Linked DNA regions of Gasterosteus aculeatus: region 1 is linked to region 2. A link is a contact called in public Hi-C data. All regions are on one chromosome and are shown on one strand. The core of a region is the stretch at or near the end of the contact, and the rest is flanking DNA. Distances in the headings are between cores, read along the strand shown. Region 1 holds the start of cdkn1bb (cyclin dependent kinase inhibitor 1Bb). Region 2 overlaps kcnq1.2 (potassium voltage-gated channel, KQT-like subfamily, member 1.2).

Region 1 (2,700 bases), core at 20-2,519, 90 kb after region 2:
CAAATACACGATCAAACGGTGGATTCACATTGTGCAGCTGGGACAGACTTCTGTACACTGACTCCAGCATACAAACATCGAATAAAGGCAGAGTGGTCCGCTTACCGTCCGCGGGGCTCACGTTTGCCTCTTGGGACTCGTCTTTCTGGGCGTGTGTTCTGCAGAGCGGCTCCGGCTCGGACAAGTGACCTCATCGGAGCTGCTGTGTGATCTCTTATTTGGGGCCGAGGGGTCTGCAAAGGCAAGGCAGTCAGTTACAAAATATATATATATATATATATATATATAGAAAAGACACAAACAATAATAATAAAAACAGATCCCCGGTGCCCAAAGAGCGTTACACGACCCCTGGGATCGAGGCGCTGCCCGGTTACCTGCCAGTGGTCATTTGGTTACGAAGCCAGGAACTCACCGTGACACGCCGGTCTTTTCCTCATTCCGGTGCACTGTTCCGTGCATTCCATGTGTCCATCGGACCGCTCGGTGTCCTCGCTCGAAGACAGCACCACGCAACTATGATTCCCGTTTAGATCCACCTTGTTATTCCCGGCGGAGCAGACGCCCTTCTTCTCCCTCCGCGGCGGCTTGTTGTAGAACTCCGGGACGTCTCTGCAGTCCACCAGCTCCCACTTGATCCTCCCGTGGACCAGCGGCCTGTGATTGGCGAAATCGAAGCCCCACTTGGCGGAAGCGACCTCTTCCATCTCCCGAAAATGTCCCTTTAATTCCCTCTTTAACCCTTCGTGATCCGCCTGGCCGAAGAGGCTCCTGCAAGCCGACGGCTTCGGGTGATCCGACACCCGGGAGTCCGTCCGCTCCAGAGTCGGGCTCCCGTTGGATAGTCGAACATCTGACATTTCCCCCCCACCTGCCCCGCCCCCCTCCACCAAAAAAAGAAATACGGGATTTGGGTTTCTTGCAAACAGTCGGGAACGTCCAGTTTTCACGAGAAAAACTAAACCACAACAATACGGGCCAGCGCTCGGTGAACAGCGGGTGTCTCCTCGACGCTGCGCGGGATCCAAAGCGAGCGTAAAAGGACTTAAGCCATGAGTGGACTGCGTGCGCGCGTCGGGGCTCGAAGGGGGGCGGCCGCCGCTGCTCTTCCGAAGCACAGTGCGCGGATATTCTGCTCGAGGAAGACCGGGAACCGAAGCCGTTCGCGTCCAACTCGTCCCGCAGGCGAGAGCAAGTGCGGACCGACCTCAGTACCCAATATGGCGATTGAGCGATGTAGCGTTGCTCGGGATTGAGAGTAGAGCCTGACTGGGGTAGGGGGCGGGGTGATTGACACACACACACACACACACACACACACACACACACACACACACACACACACACACACACACACACACACACACACACACACACACACACACACACACACACACACACACACACACACACACACACACACACACACACACACACACACACACACACACACACACACACACACACACACACACACACACACACACACACACACACACACACACACACACACACACACACACAAAGCTATTTAAATGCCGAGAAGGCGGCTCATTGGTCAAGGTGCTTAAGACCCGCCCACTTCTCTTAAGGTAGACCAGCTAGTTCCCGAAGGGTTGCAACACGACCCGTCTGTTAGCCGCACAAAACTGCTTCAGGGCATCGGTGCTTGTCCAACTAGAAAAAAAAACTAACATTTTAACTAATTGGCTGTAAAACTAACTGCATCCTTATGGGAAAACGATGCTGGTCTTCCAGGCCTGAGTTTAAGACATTAAATATTTTTTGTTCAATATAACCGACCTCTTAGAAATCGACTACATATATAAGTACATATATTATTCCTAAAATACAAATGTATAGAGACGTTATGGAGGCAGTCTTCAATGAATACGTTAGAATGGAGATGTTTATACATTTCCCACACTTATAAATAACATTATTGAATCTACATGTATGCTTCAATTTGTCGACTTGTGATGCAGTAGATATACCCCCTCCAAGTCAAAACTATCAAGCAATGGCCAAAACCCCAATCTGTAAATTGGGTGGAAGTATATCCTTGTGTCACAGTATTTCCAACAATCCTCTGGAGCTGAGAAGCGTAAGTGAAGGTCAGCAGATCCTGTCTTGATCTCCACTGGCCACAGCAGTGATAAAAGAGATGGGTAGATGAAAGAGAAAGAAATGCACATCTGCCCTTCAAGAAGTCTACAAATGTAGAAGAAAAAAAAAAAACTATGAGAAAAAGAAAAAGAAAAAAAAAGAACAATAACGGGCATAGGCACAAAATTGATATCTTTAAGCTCACCACATTGAGAACAAATACCGATATTTAAATACAAAATTCTAGAAATGGGAATATCAAATTTATGAAACGTGAAAATAATCTACAAGCAAGATCGATTCATTTTAGAAATCCTCCCAAAACTTGTATCTTTCTCTCTAGTACAATTTACACTAAGGCAGGAAAAACAGCCACACTGACGCAGATGTTGGCCTCGTGTTACCATCGAATAAAATAAATTAAACAGGATGTGCTAAACATAGAACGATAACCTATTTGCGAGAAATGATGCAATTGAATTTTACTGTGGGCAATTATTTACGGATGTGGTAGCAGTGGCCTACGCGGTGCAGCGGTTTGACTGGGACAACGCTGCCCTCTAGTGTTCGCTGTCCAGAACTGTAGAAGTACAA
Region 2 (2,700 bases), core at 127-2,626:
TAGTTAACTCCATGTGTAATAAAATGTAGTTGTAAAGGTTCAATATAATGTTATTCCTTTGATAGATGTTGTATATCTTGAATCACTTCAGTGCAAGGGGGGGGGGGGCGGCAGTATTTCAGCTTTAGCCTCGAATCTAAAACTTCTTCTGAAACTTAATATTTATCTTTATGTAACTGCATTATGAAGCACAACAGAAGAAGCTCGTCTTACGTGGTCATATATGGTTGAATACTGTCACAGGTTACGTGGGAGGGAAAAGCAGGACAGCAGCGTGTGGGAGGGGGGGGGGGGCACACAACCCCCCCTCCCCTCTCTGACCAGCAGGCTGTGCTGTAGCGACACCGCTCCTCCCTTCTCCTCTCCTCATCGGACACAACCACCAGTCTCTTCTTTTTTGTATTTTTCATTTGATATTTCTGCTTCTCTGCCGGATGTCCACCGAGTGTAGGAAGGAAGGAAGCGTAGGAAGGAAGGAAGGAAGCGTGCAGCGTTGAGCTCAAGTGGAAATGTGTGTTTTCGTGAGTTCGGTGTCTGCAGTCGGGTGTGCCCGTTACCGAGACCATCAACACCTCCACGGTGACCCGGGTCAACACCCTCCGCCCGCCAGTCATGATGCACTTTGGCGTCTCTGGTGCACTTTTCCATTCTGGAGCAAGAAAGAAGGAAAGACAACAATTGACGTAACCGCACTTTCCCTCCTCACATCGGAGCTGTTTTTCTCTCTGTGCTCCGGAGCAGTTTTCAGGCCTTCTGATTGGGTCGACCCGCGAGTGAAAGCTGTGGTGTGCAGGTTCCAAAACAGTTGGTTTCAGATTAAGATTGTGAGCTGGCACTTTTATCTTTGATTATGGAGCAAAGCCTGCAAGTGTTTGTGTTTCTCTGAGTTTGGTACGTTACTCCTCGCAGCGTAGCGTATTTTTTCCATTTTCTTCCTTCTCCTTCTCTCTTTCTTTCACCCTGGCTTCAGTTCAAGTCCTAGCAGTAGTCAGTTTCAGGAAATGCACGGCGCTCTATTGGGAAGTGAGGTATCTGCCTCTGGGCCAGCAGCCTCTCTTTTTCTTTTTTTTTTTCTTAATTATTTTTATCGGCTGCTTACGGGAAGCAGAGCTCCTTCGTGCACACGGTTCTGTTCACTCAGCCCTCTCCAATCTTACTATGATTGCATGCAGATTGCCATCCACTGGCTGCACGGATAGATGCACATGTAAATGAAAGAATAGCCGGAGGGATGCATGTGCACACGCACACACACACACACACACACACACACACACACGCGCGGCACCACACACTCAAACCAAGCACTGTTCTCCCCTCGCCGTAATCCCAATGCTTTGTTGGACTTGTGATTGTTGCAGGGGCCATATTGTTACTGCTGTGAAACAACGTGAGCACGCTATACCCCCCCCCCACCAGTCCACACCCAACCCTCGCACACTTTACGCTCCCAAACACAGTAAAAGGCGACGGAACCGGCCTCACGTGATCCGCGGAGCGCCGCCGTGGAAGTGTGTGCAGAAAAGCAATGAAAACAAAGCCGTATGTTTTTTGGCGGGGAGCTTGAGTGTGATGTGTGAACAGGGTGTGTGTGTGTGTGTGTGTGTGTTTGTCGGAGTGGGGAGAGCAGCTCGAGTCCAAACAGGATAATGTAGTACACGGGAGCACAAATTCTTCCCTCAGCGCTTTGGCTGTGTGGGTTCAGGACGGACTTGATGACAAGCAGGCAGAATCCTCTGCGTTGTCTCTCACACACACACACACACACACACACACACACGATCTCCTTGCCTCCTATCAGATAACTGACTCGATAGCCGGCCTCCCTTTCTACAAGGGGGAGTTTCCTGAGGAGAGAGCAAGGTCCATAGAAATACAACCCAATCTGTCAGTTCACACAACAAACACATCTCAAGTTCAGCATTTTGAGCTACTTAAATACTAGACAAATGGGGTTTAACATTTCGGAATAATTTGCCCCCTTTAACATTAGACCTGCTCCTTTTTTGCCTTGGCTCAGACTTTCACTCACTTTAAAATGTTTTGCTCTGTGCAGATCCCACCACAGTGGACTGGATGCAATCTGATCAATGTTCCATAGAAACCAGCGGCCTGACATGTTTTTATAGAGTAACACTTAAACCGGACAGATGTTGTTTAAAGATTCAGGCCATTGTCAGAAATTCACCTCACAGCGAGCTGAGGCTCGGAGATGGAAGCGGATCGCAGTGCGTGACGGTTAGAACCCGCTGTTTGTCCTCTCGCTCCGTCCCGGGTCCTTCATCCGGACTGGTTTCCGTGCGTCCTTGTCCACTCCGCACAGAGACAGTCGTGAGACGGTGCTGAGACAGGCGGACACGTATGTAGCTGGAGAGTTTGAGTTTTGATATAATGTGTGTCATTTAATTTTGGGTCAAGACCAACAATTCTTATGTTCCTCCCTTCCCGTGTGTGTTGTTTGGACAAGAAATCAGACCTTGTTAGTGGCCTGAATGTCATTAGTAAATATGACTATATGAAATCTAAACTGAGTCCTAATTTGTGACTGAACACAGTCATTTTTATTCAAACAAAAGAGCCATGATGTTGTTATTGAATTTGTTTTTCCCCAATTTGTTTATGGAACCATAAGAAATAATAATCATTTTTTTCCAAAGTATCTAGAAGTAGTTTTTGTTCATTTAGTGGGCCTAATAATGC

What was found. A called contact is a pair of places that touch in the nucleus more often than the background predicts.
Region 1: a contact with region 2 is called in a Hi-C map of skeletal muscle, with 8 times the contacts expected there. The contact joins the promoter of cdkn1bb here to the enhancer-like site in region 2. A contact is called at or near these places in 2 of 6 Hi-C or Micro-C datasets (skeletal muscle and tail fin).

Annotation. Positions count from the first base shown.
Region 1 is chrX:21,071,919-21,074,618 of fGasAcu3.hap1.1, forward strand. It overlaps cdkn1bb (cyclin dependent kinase inhibitor 1Bb), which reads right to left and starts at 1,270. Exons shown (of 3, transcript XM_078082996.1): 1 at 416-1,270; 2 at 106-233. The coding sequence starts at 860. The coding sequence ends at 118.
Region 2 is chrX:20,981,550-20,984,249 of fGasAcu3.hap1.1, forward strand. All of the region lies in intron 13 of kcnq1.2 (potassium voltage-gated channel, KQT-like subfamily, member 1.2), which reads left to right. Among protein-coding and RNA genes, the nearest start is that of LOC144383759, 19 kb to the left of the region's middle. Within about 2 kb of position 1,377, at least 3 of the 9 cell types and tissues checked have open chromatin away from gene starts, as enhancers often do.